Linked DNA regions of Sus scrofa: regions 2 and 3 are each linked to region 1. Evidence: chromatin contacts called from public Hi-C and HiChIP or PLAC-seq data. All regions are on one chromosome and are shown on one strand. Each heading gives the region's core, a stretch centred on a gene start, on an enhancer-like site or on the middle of the called end of the contact. The rest is flanking DNA. Distances are from core to core; before and after follow the strand shown.

Region 1 (3,664 bases), core at 593-3,092:
CTTTTTGAATGAGATCTAAGTTGTTCACAGTTTTTCACTTTTTAAAAACTGGTGGTTGGCATACATCTCCACATATCTTTTTTGTAGCCGTAGTTTCTTCTAAATTCTATGTAGAACCGCTACACAAAAAGATATGAGTATTTTGTGTCAATTCTTAATTGTCAAAAATCTTAAAAATTCTTTTTGGTCCCATATTACAATATAGGGAAATAATTAGCCACCGTTTGCTTATATGCTAGGAGTGGTACTAAGCCTTCTGTGCACCTCATCTATTTAATAATCAGAACCACCCTCTGGACAGCTGGTAGTTACTTTACGGAAGAGAAGATGGAAGCTTGGTAACCTAACTTGGCCAGCTTCTCACAGCTGGAAAGTGGCAGGGTGTCGATTCAAACACAGATCTCTCTGATTAAAGTCTGTTATTTTTAATTTTATTACAGAGGCAGTATATTTCACTACAGAAAGTTTAAGCAATCTATATAAAAAGTCACCTGTAATTATATAACTTAGAAATAGCCACTGTTAAGATATCATTTGCTCTGAATACATGGTTTTTTTCTTTGCATGTATGGTGCCCTCTCACATTGAGAAAAAAAGGTCTGAAATTGCTGCTTACCTGATACTTGCCAGTTTTTTTGTCTGCAACAATTTCATTTAAGGCTATTGTTGGTAAAATATTGATAATTTACTGGAATCCCCATTTTAGATCTGATACTCACTGGAAACTTCATGGTATTTTTGGTAAAGGGTTTTAAGTTTGTAAATCCTTTTTGGACTTAATAATTCTCTGATGGAATTAATAAACTTGATCCAATTACCCTGAAATGCTGGCTCATTCTTTTTTTTTTTTTCTTTTTTTCATTTTTCTTTTTGAGTTGAGAAATCCTGAGTTTCCTGAGGAGACCGAAAGTCATTTTAGGGGTTTGTTAGTAGAGAAGGTGGATTTTTAAGGAATTAACACTTAAATAGCTGTTGCTAGGATGTAGCAAATGGAAGCCCTAAAATCTTGGGATCTGGCAGAATGCATTGTAACTGTTTTAAGTAATGTGTTGTGTCAACAGAGACCAAGGAGGAGCTTCTTTCAGTCATCATTGTTCACATTGTTTTGCCAAGGGGGCGGGGGAACCTTACCTCCTACCCTTTTTTGGTCAAACAAGTTTGAATTGATAAATGAATAATATAGCAGTAGAACAAAGCATATTTCAGATTTCAAATCCCCCCCCTCCAAATTCTCAGATGGGAACATGCCCTTCATCTCTATTTTTTTAAGGAAAGCAAGCAAGCACAGAGAAAAAAACCCTTGAGACAGGGAATCCCAACAATTTGAAGTGTCAGCCTGCTCATTTAAAGAGAGAAGCCAGCCAGGTGTGAAGAGCCTGAGCTGACTGACTCCTGGCTCCACCTTAAACTGGCTGTGTGAACTTCTGAGAGTTCCTGAATGTTCTTCTCTCATCATCAGTTTCCTCTTTGTGTCAAATGGGGAAATAGGATGCACATTGCAGGCATTTGGTGAGGAGTAGAGATGTTACAGGAAATGCCTTCTGCAGTGTCAGGCACATTAATAGGTACTTACTAGATAGCAGATGTTCTGATTACAGTTTTATCACTATGGACCTAATAAACATATTTTATTGCTGTCCACATTTACCTGCTTATTTTGCAGTTTTCAGTTTTAAGGGAAAATGGGTGGAATAATCATTTGACTCTACTGTTCTTCAGTTGCTTAACTTTCACAGAGAAGCTGGGAAGAGATGAATTTTACAATCTCTCTTAGCTCTGAAATTGCATCTCTTTGGTCAATGCCAGGGCTCTGCCTGTGCTTTACTGATGCCAGGGCACCATCTAGTGGCCAGATGGAGTAAGGATCAGATTGGACACAGGGTTGGACACATGCTCCGTCAGCTCTGTGCGCATTACCAAAGCCATTCCCCCCTTAAAAGCATCCAGATACACCGAAAACACCCACAAATAGTTGTTCGGAGGTTATTGTCATTTTTTTTTGGTTATAACTCATTTGAAATGCTTTTGAGGATTTTTTAAATTTACAGTTGATTTACAATGTTGTGTCAATTTCTGCTATACAGCAAAGTGATTGTCATACAAATATATGTATGTGTATATACCTACATACATTCAAAAAAGATTATTTTCCACCATGTTCTATCCCAGGAGACTGTATATAGTTTCCTGTGCTATACAGTAGGACCTTTTGAGGATTTAAAGAAACTTCCTCAACCAGCTCTAGGAAGTGCAGCCTCAAATGTTCAGTCCTGTCTCATTTTTTGAAGACCTAACTAATTGAATCAAGTTGGACTTTACCTGAAATCAGCCTCAGCACAAGCCCTGGAATCTGACTGCCAATGTTCAAATGCTGCCTCTCTCTCTTCCCAGCAGTGTGTGCAGGGGCCAGTCCCCTTTCGCAGGCAACAGGGACTGAGCCATTGTAAGGCTGAATGAGATAATATTCATGAAGCACTAAGCTTAGTACCTGGCACAAAGTAAGCACTTCGGTAAATGTTAGAGTGATTATTATTGTTATTGTTACTATTTCAATGCCCCACTGCCATATTTGGATAACTGTTCAGGGTTCTTTTCTCAAAAGACAGACACGGTTTCTCTTGATAGTTGATTTGAGTGTATTATTTGTAATGCCATTTACTGCTGATGGAAACTCAAATATGAAGAGAAGTTCTTACAGCCTTGGTGGAGGAGGGGAGGGGACAGACACCCAATGAACTGTGAGCACATTTCATGGGAGTCGCCACAGAGGTGCCAGGTATGCTAGGAACCCAGGGTCAGAAGCACTTGTCAGCCTGTCACACCAGGAGAAGGTCCCGTGCCACGTATTATGGGTCCTCTCCTTCCATTTCTCCCATGATAGAGAAGCTCCTGTTTCCTTATGCCAGCCTCAGTTATTTTCCCCTTTAGGCTGTAAAATGATTTGAGCAAATAAACCAACTAAGAAAACAGATTTGAATTTTTCCAAGTTGAAAGGCATGTTTTCTCTAAATGTGTATAAGTCACTGTTTCTGTGCAGAACATCGTGAATGAGCTTCATATTACCTGTTTGCTCCAAAGCAGCATGGCTTGTGAAAATAGCATAGCTGTACTGTGGATCGGTTAGGCCAGTCTGCTCATTCTGCCTCCAGTCATTGTGTGACCTTGGCCAGTTAGGGCTCTGTGTTGCAGGCAGCGGAACCAATTCTCATCAACGGAACCCAAAAGGCATACTGGAATTGTATTGGGGAGCTCACAGCCTTCAAGGGGAGGCTGGAGAATGAGGTTTAGAAAATGAACAGGATCTGAGAGAGCTCGTGTATCAGTAGGATCCAGCCTGAAATGGAAGCTACTTAATTTCGAACAGAGGGAATGCAGTATAAGGAATTTGTCAGAGAGAAGGCTAAAAAGTAAAAGGGTAACTGAAAAAAACAAAAACAAAAACGAAACCCCACAAAAAATCCAGCATATTAAGGAAGAAATAGCTATTGCCTTTAAGGCTGAGGGGACAGAAAAGAAAACGTGGGGTTCCCAGACCCAGGGAGCTGGGCGGGTGCTGGGAGCCTGAAGGCTGGTGCTTGCATCTGGGGGCTGGGCTTGCATTTGGCAGGAGAGCCTGATGCTGGGCTGTAGGCTGGTGCTGGGAGTGTCCTCCCTTCTGCCACTA
Region 2 (3,664 bases), core at 420-2,919, 350 kb before region 1:
CAGTGGTTAACAAATCTGACTAGGAACCATGAGGTTGCAGGTTTGATCCCTGGCCTTGCTCCGTGGGTTAGGCATCCAGTGTTGCTGTGAGCTGTGGTGTACGTTGCAGACACAGCTCGGATCCCTTGTTGCTATGGCTGTGGTGTAGGCTGGCAGCTACGGCTCCGATTTGACCCCTAGCCTGGGAACCTCCATGTGCCGTGGAAGTGGCCCAAGAAATGGCAAAAAGACAAAAAAAAAAAAAAAAAAAAGAACCCAACTAGTATCCAGGAGGACACAGGTTCCATCCCCGGCCTCAATCAGTGGGTTAAGGATCTGGGTTAAGGTTTCCGTGAGCTGTGGTGTAGGTTGCAGACGTGACTCAGATCCCACATGGCTGTGGCGCAGGCCAGCAGCTGCAGCTCCGATTCAACCCCTAGCCTGGGAACCTCCATATGCTTCAGGTGCAGCACTAAAAGACAAAAAGGAAAAAAGAGGAAGGAAGGAAGCAAGAAACTGGGCAAATACTTGTTGACTGAGTGATCAGAGTTGATGCCAGTTAACTGTGAATTAGCTGTGTCATCTTGCTTAAGTCACAAGTCATTTTAACCTTTGGGACTTGGTTCTTTCATCTTTAAAATGAGACTTATACTGAATTAAGGGATACTGGTTTTTCCCCCTGTCTAGCACACTATATATCCCATGTATGGAATGTGTTCCATTATTATTAATATTGTGACATTTTAAATTACACATGCTTTCCAAAAGTACTTAGTAAGAACTTACACTGGGTGCTGGGGATACAAAAATAAATGAGAAAAAAGTTCCTGCCTTAGGGAGAAAATCAGTGTCCTGGGTAGAATATCATATACACGGGGAGTTTTTCTCTGCTAACTGCTTACTCCGGCTGAGTCCCCTTTTTGTGGCTAAATCTTGTTCTTATCTAATTCAAGGAAGAATCTTAAGAAAGCTATGAGTGTTGTAAAGAATCTTTTTTTTTTTAAGAATAATTTGCTTCCCACTGGTTTAATTGTGATTAAATCTGATTCAACTCTTACATGGTTGTCTCAACTTAAAGAATTTTAAACTCATACTGAGTAATTTTGAGTTTAGAGTATCAGCCAGTTCATCAAATACTGATTTCCTGAATTATTTTCACTTCTTCTTTGGACTTAACCAGCTTAAGGGGTGTATTTAATAGTAATGTCCCCAAATTATTGTTGGATTTTTATTAGCTTTGAAAGAAAAGGAGTTCTCTAGTGGCACAGCAATTTAAGGACCTAACTGTCACCGATATGGTGCAAGTCACAGCAGTGGCATGGGTTCAGTCTGTGGCCCAGGAACTTCTGGATGCTGAAGGTGTCACCAAAAAAAAAAAGGGAAAAAAAAGGAAAACCAAGAAAACCCAGTTCATAATATTTTTTGTTTTTTATGGCCCCATCCATGCTGTATGGAAGTTCCTCAGGCCAAGAATTGAATCTAAGCTACAGCTGCAGCAACGCCAGATCTTTAACCCACTGCACCAGGCCGGGGATCAAACCTGCACCTCCACAGCAACACAAGCCACCCAAGCAGTTGGATTCTTAACCCACTGTGCTACAGCGGGAACTCCCATAATACTGTTTCTGAAATGCTTAACTATGCCAGGCACAATGAACGCTCAGTGTATCATTTCATCTATCTCACATGATGAAGTTTTGAAATAAATATGATTTTGCAAGAGACCAAACTGAGTGAAGTGACATGCCCAGGGTCACATGGTTAGAGCCAAGATGGTGATTGAGGCTGTTTTTCCAAGGCCGTGTTCTTATTTATTATTGTAATATAATACCACTTTCAGGTCATACTTGTTAAACTGATGTCCTGTTCATAAAAGCATCGTGGTTTTAGCAGTAGGCTAATTTAGGTGAAGGATATATGAGTAGTTATACTATTTTCAGTCAGGACAAAAAGCATTTTGGATCAGTTTGGACCTAAAAACTATTATGTAACAGGGCTATCCATAGGTTAGAACTTTTGACTCTACTGTTTGCAATTTCTTTCTTTCTTTTTGGCTGCATCCACAGCATGCACAAGTTCTCAGTCCAGAGACTGAACCCATGTCACAGCTGTAACCAGAGCCAAAGTAATGATAACTCTGGGATCCTTAACCCACTGAGCCACAGGGGAACTCCAACAATTTCTGATTTTAAGTAGTCCTCAGTAGAAATGTATTGAACACAAAGTTCACCTTTCTATTTTCAGTTTTCTGACTTTTTCCCTGAATCTGGATCTGTAGCAACAGAGGAAACCTTTCTTCTGCTTATATGACTTGGAGTAATGGTTTCAGATATTTTCAGGACAATTGTTGCTGAAAAGTCCAAATGTAAAAAACTGATAATAGTACTTTTATATTATAGATCAAAAGAAGCCACTAAGTATTTTGTCTTTTTTCAGTATTAAAAAGTTTATTCTAACCTTTTTGGTTTTTCTTATTTTCCAGACCATAGTCTTAAGTTTACTTATGAGGTCAATTGGAAATAAGAACACCATTTTACTGGGTCTGGGATTTCAAATATTACAGCTGGCATGGTATGGATTTGGTTCAGAACCTTGGTAGGTATAAATATTTTAATTTTCTTAATTTTGATATTTGTCTTTTCTTTTTTTCAGCTTTATTGAGGTGTAATTGACAACATTTTCATAGTTCCTAATTTTTGCTTTTCAGCTAAGGCTTATACTTTTAACTTCTCTTAGTATGCTTTTTTTCCCCCTCTCTCAAAATGTATATGGCAGATTTCTCACTTGTGTATTTGCATATTCTACAGTGGCTTGAGGATAGCAAAGTGACATTTTTCTTTGTTTGGCCACCCTGTGGCACATGGAGTTCCCAGGCCAGGGAACTTGGATCAAATCCGAGTCACAGTTGCGACCTCCACTGCACCTACGGCAACACCGGATCCTTAAGTTATTAACCCAGTGTACCCAGCTGGGGTGGAACCTGTGTCCCAGTGCTCCAGAGACACCGCAGATCCCATCATTCCACAGCGGGAACGCTAGCATTTTATATCTAAGGGACAGCTGGGGTTTTTGAATGAGATAATTGAGTTTCTGAATCTCTAATGAGCATTTAATCCAGCTCGGTCTGTCAGGAAAATCATGGAATCCCGAGGCATCAAGGTTAGGGAAAAAAAGTTGAGTAACACCTGTGAGCATTACTGAGGGCAAACCAGAACTGGGCAAAGTCCAGTTGTTTTGGTCCCAGCTTCATGCTGGGAGGACTCTTTGCTCTTCTTGCCCGTGTGGTTTCCTGCAGGGAGGTGACAGGGACGGTGCTGCGAGTGTCAGGCTGCCCATGCACACCTCCTTGTGCTCAGGTCTTAGGGGACCCAACACCAGTTTGCAGGAGTGTTTCACTCAGCTGAATACATCATCTCTGCACCAAGAGTGGGTTTTAGTGGATGTTTAGTTTTCAGTCTCGCTTGTTCAGAGATGCTCAGTTTAAATTATCAAAAACACTTAAACATCAAGCTGGTAGTACATTTAGATCAAATTAGTGATTTCCTCCCATTGAATCACAAGTCTCTGGGAACCTTGCCAGCAGTTACTAGCAAATGTTTGAAAACACTTTTTTTTTTTTCCTGTGGATTATACCTGGTTCTCAACATCTACCCCCCCACCCCAACCAAAGCCCTGCAGAAATAAC
Region 3 (3,664 bases), core at 859-3,358, 280 kb before region 1:
TATGAGGATGTGGGTTCGATTCCTGGCCTCACCCAATGGGTTAAAGACCTGGCATTGCTGTGGCTGTGGTGTAGGCCTCAGCTGCAGCTCCAATTCAACCCCTGGCTGGGGAACTTCCTTATGCTACAGATGCTACTGTAAAAATATAAAATAAAGCTTTACAAAAAAAGGCAGTGGGCCATTTGGTCCATGGGCTCTAATAGTGTGCTGACCCCTGCTGCAGGAGAAAGGAATACATGAAACCTTTCTAAGCAAGAGAAATGAAAAGGCTGAAATAGTGTTTTAAGGAGGTAACTGTGATGACAATGTAATGAGATGAAGAAGTGCTAGGAGTTTCAATATTGGAATCAGAAATTATGCCCCCCCAACATTTTATCTCTCTATAATCATTCCAGAACAGGGCTGTCCAACAGAGATACAATGAAGCCACCTATGTAATCTTTAACTTTTTAGAAGCCACATTTAAAAAATTAAAACGGATAAATTAATTTTAATATTTAACCCTATATATCCAAAATATTGCCTATATATGCAAAATGCAAAATACATGTTAAGATAATGATTTATAAATTCCATCAATATAAAAATGGAAACATTTTACATACCTTTTTTCTCATAGTAAGTTTTCAAAGTCCAACGTGCATTTTACTCATGCCACATCGGTTCCGATTAGCTCCATTTCAAATGTCCAATAAACATAGTGGCTCCCATATTGGGCAGCACAAAAGAATAACCAACTAGTCTACAAATCTCCATTTACAGCTGCTGGTTTTGGTACCATCTCCTCCCTGGCTTGCCAATTGATTCTGGACCTAATTCTGAACTACATACTAATTTCACATCACTGGCAGCTCAACAAATCAATGTCTTCATTTCTTTTAATGTCACATTTCCACACCACTTAGTTTTCACATATATTTTCACACCTGATCCTCATTAACAACCAACCATGTAGGTAGCCATGTTTTATCAGCTTTACTAATGAGGAAAATCAAGGTTCAGAGAGGAGCCAGCTGACACTGAGTGGTGCACTTGAGACAAAATTGAAATCTCCTGCCAAATCTCCCTACTTCGGCCTCAACAGCACCACCTCTTTAACCAAAGTTGTAACTTTTACATTTATCTGTGATACTGGCCTTTATTTCCACCCTCACCAGACTGTAAACTCCACCAACACAAGAACTCTCCTGATCACTGTATCCCCGGTGCCCAGGAAGAGTGTTCAACGTTTGTTGAATGACTAAATGAATATATGGTTTTCAACAATTGTTTTTCAATTTATTACACGTAATTTATTTTTAGTAACTATGACGAAAGAGAGGCAATACACCACAAATTTGTAGAGTTTTTTTTTTTTTTTTAAGTCTAACCTTGCATTTACTTCCAGTAGCGTTCAAAGGAGAGAGGGGGGAAAAAGGGCCGTGAGCCAAAGCCTGAATTCTAGTGCCCGCCCGCCGTGAACTCGTGAGCTCTCACGCAAATTACTTAATTTCTCTGAGCCAGACTTCTTATCCGTCAAAAAGAGAAATGGGCTATCATCTCCATGACAACATCCAGAGATAAGACTTAAAAAAAAACACACACAAAAACTGATGCGGGTCGGCGACCCATTCCTCACTCTTCCCTCCCCAGCAACGGCAGACTTTGAAACGACCACGAGGTCCCAGCCAGCTCTGTCTCCGCGGCCCGGGGAGATGGGCCGCACACCCAGCGCAGGCCGGGGCCCACCGGCCGGAGCCGCCATCTTTCCCCCTTGGCCCGACCCCTAACCGCCACCCGCGGGCACAGAGTAACGCGGCCCTCACCTCTCCTCGCAGTCTTTACATTTCACCTGCAACGGGACGAGTTGCTGGAACAGAATCTGGCTCATGCTGAACCCCTGCCCCGGCCGGTGTGCGGAAAAACCCAAACGGGCCGGCGGGTCAGCGGTACTAGCCTGAAAGGCCTCCGGGGCCTGTTTAAGTTTGGCGCTCGGCTTCCGCGGAAGAGGCGGGGAAAGTGAAGCAGAGACGATACGGAGGAGGTTTGGGCCTCGCCGGCCACCATCAGCTTCTTCCGGTTTTGTGACGGCTGGGCGGTCGTTCCGGGTACCCTCCTGCGTGGCGGGATCCGAGGCCGCCATATTTGTTAAGGGAAGGGAACCCGAGAGGCGCTAACAACTTTTCCTCTCTTCGCCGGATCGATGCTTGCTACCTGAAGTAAGCCCTGAATTATGGCGGCTTCTGCGCCGACACCGCATGGAACTGACTCTCCAGCAGAGGGGCGATGCGGTTACTATGTGGAAAAGAAGAAGCGGTTCTGCAGGATGGTGGTGGCAGCGGGGAAAAGGTTCTGTGGTGAACACGCTGGAGCGGCGGAGGTCTGGTATCGCCTTACCCTCTCGAGGGTCGGAAATAAGTTTCCTGGTCCGGCACTTTCCCTCTCTGACAGATTTCTGCTTCTGTCCCCTGGAGTTTCCAGCTTTTCCCGTGATAAACGCAGTCCTGGCCTCCCTAGGGAGCGATGATGAGCCGTAGTGAAGTGCAGTGTTGTCTTGTACTAAGTAAAGCGCCAGCAGTGACCCGTTTATCTTGATACCAACTCGTGGTAACGCTAGATTGTAGTTTTACCGCAGACTACCGCTTCTTGCGCTCCGCTCACTCTCCGCCTTCCTGATGGGAAGTGGTGGTTTAGAAAGAAGACAGATCCCAAGGTTTCACTCATTGTGTTTTCATTGTTTTGTGAACGATAATCACTTCTTGTGAATTATTGTGAGTCACTTCTTGTGAATTAGATGTACAGTCTTTTGAAAGCAACTAATAACTACTTTGCTGCAAAGGGGAAGGAAAGATTTAAAAACATGTAAGAATTGACTCAACACTGAGAACAGAAACTGTATGATTTTGTTCCATTAAACGTATGATTGTGATGTCGAACTATATATCTTTATGTATGTGTTTTTCTTTAGGAGATATATGATAGAAAATTTTAAAAACAGCAAGAGCAGAATGCTTATAGAAAGAGCATGTTTGATAGCTTTTAGAACAATTAAACCAAATAGACAAGCATCTGATTTCATGTCTTCTGAATGTCCGGTGTTATTTACATTTCTTTTCTTTGTGAGTCCGATGGTTTCTCCTGCTAGGCAATGTCTAATACAGATGCGCGTGCGCGCGCGCACACACACCCCCTCCAGCCCTGCCATCTGCTACTGTCCCTCATAGCCAAAGCTGTACTTCATGTGTTGATTTGACTGACATTTGCGTAGAGTGAAGTGTACTAAAACAAGCAGATTCTTGTTTTGGAATGTAAGTGACTTGTGACTTACAAGGACTCTTTGAAGTACACTCACTGTTGCCTTGGCTGGTTTTGAGGGGACCAGCAAACATCCCCTGATCGAAAAATGAGCTTTATGATTGGAGGAGGCCTTTGTCCTCACTCTAAGACCTTACACTTCACCGTGACCAGACGTCCAGAAGGTGACTGCAGATGCTGAGAGTAGTAGAATAGAAATAGGTCCTTACAGAGTGATTTGTATTCCTAGAAAGGAATAACATCATGTTATTAATCCCTTAAAGAAAGGTTGCAAAATACCAAGTGGAGACACGTTCCATGATTATGATTTGGTTTTCAATTTGGGGCATCCTACTGAATCTGTAATTTATTATGTAACTGAGTGGTATGT

Evidence for each region. A called contact is a pair of places that touch in the nucleus more often than the background predicts. HiChIP or PLAC-seq counts read pairs in DNA pulled down with a chosen protein or histone mark.
Region 2: a contact with region 1 is called in an H3K27ac HiChIP or PLAC-seq map of alveolar macrophages. The contact joins two enhancer-like sites. A contact is called at or near these places in 2 of 47 Hi-C or Micro-C datasets (embryonic fibroblasts and liver) and 1 of 2 datasets of contacts at active chromatin or transcription factors (alveolar macrophages).
Region 3: a Hi-C map of epiblast stem cells shows a contact between it and region 1, with 1.9 times the contacts expected there. The contact joins the promoter of TRMT13 here to the enhancer-like site in region 1. A contact is called at or near these places in 2 of 5 promoter capture datasets (fetal liver and liver) and 6 of 47 Hi-C or Micro-C datasets (alveolar macrophages, embryonic fibroblasts, epiblast stem cells and 3 more).

What each region holds. Positions count from the first base shown.
Region 1 is chr4:117,702,254-117,705,917 of Sscrofa11.1, reverse strand. The region is part of intron 8 of CDC14A (dual specificity protein phosphatase CDC14A); the gene reads left to right. Among named protein-coding and RNA genes, the nearest start is that of GPR88, 80 kb to the right of the region's middle. Within about 2 kb of position 1,842, at least 9 of the 83 cell types and tissues checked have an H3K27ac peak or open chromatin away from gene starts, as enhancers often do. A contact at or near this core is called in alveolar macrophages and epiblast stem cells, where this site is marked.
Region 2 is chr4:118,053,551-118,057,214 of Sscrofa11.1, reverse strand. MFSD14A (hippocampus abundant transcript 1 protein) reads left to right here. Exons shown (of 13, transcript XM_013997351.2): 9 at 2,462-2,574. Among named protein-coding and RNA genes, the nearest start is that of MFSD14A, 35 kb to the left of the region's middle. Within about 2 kb of position 1,669, at least 4 of the 83 cell types and tissues checked have an H3K27ac peak or open chromatin away from gene starts, as enhancers often do. A contact at or near this core is called in alveolar macrophages, where this site is marked.
Region 3 is chr4:117,984,077-117,987,740 of Sscrofa11.1, reverse strand. It overlaps TRMT13 (tRNA:m(4)X modification enzyme TRM13 homolog), which reads left to right and starts at 2,108. Exons shown (of 10, transcript XR_002343574.1): 1 at 2,108-2,359. SASS6 (spindle assembly abnormal protein 6 homolog) reads right to left here and starts at 2,142. Exons shown (of 17, transcript XM_021090148.1): 1 at 1,806-2,142. The coding sequence starts at 2,122.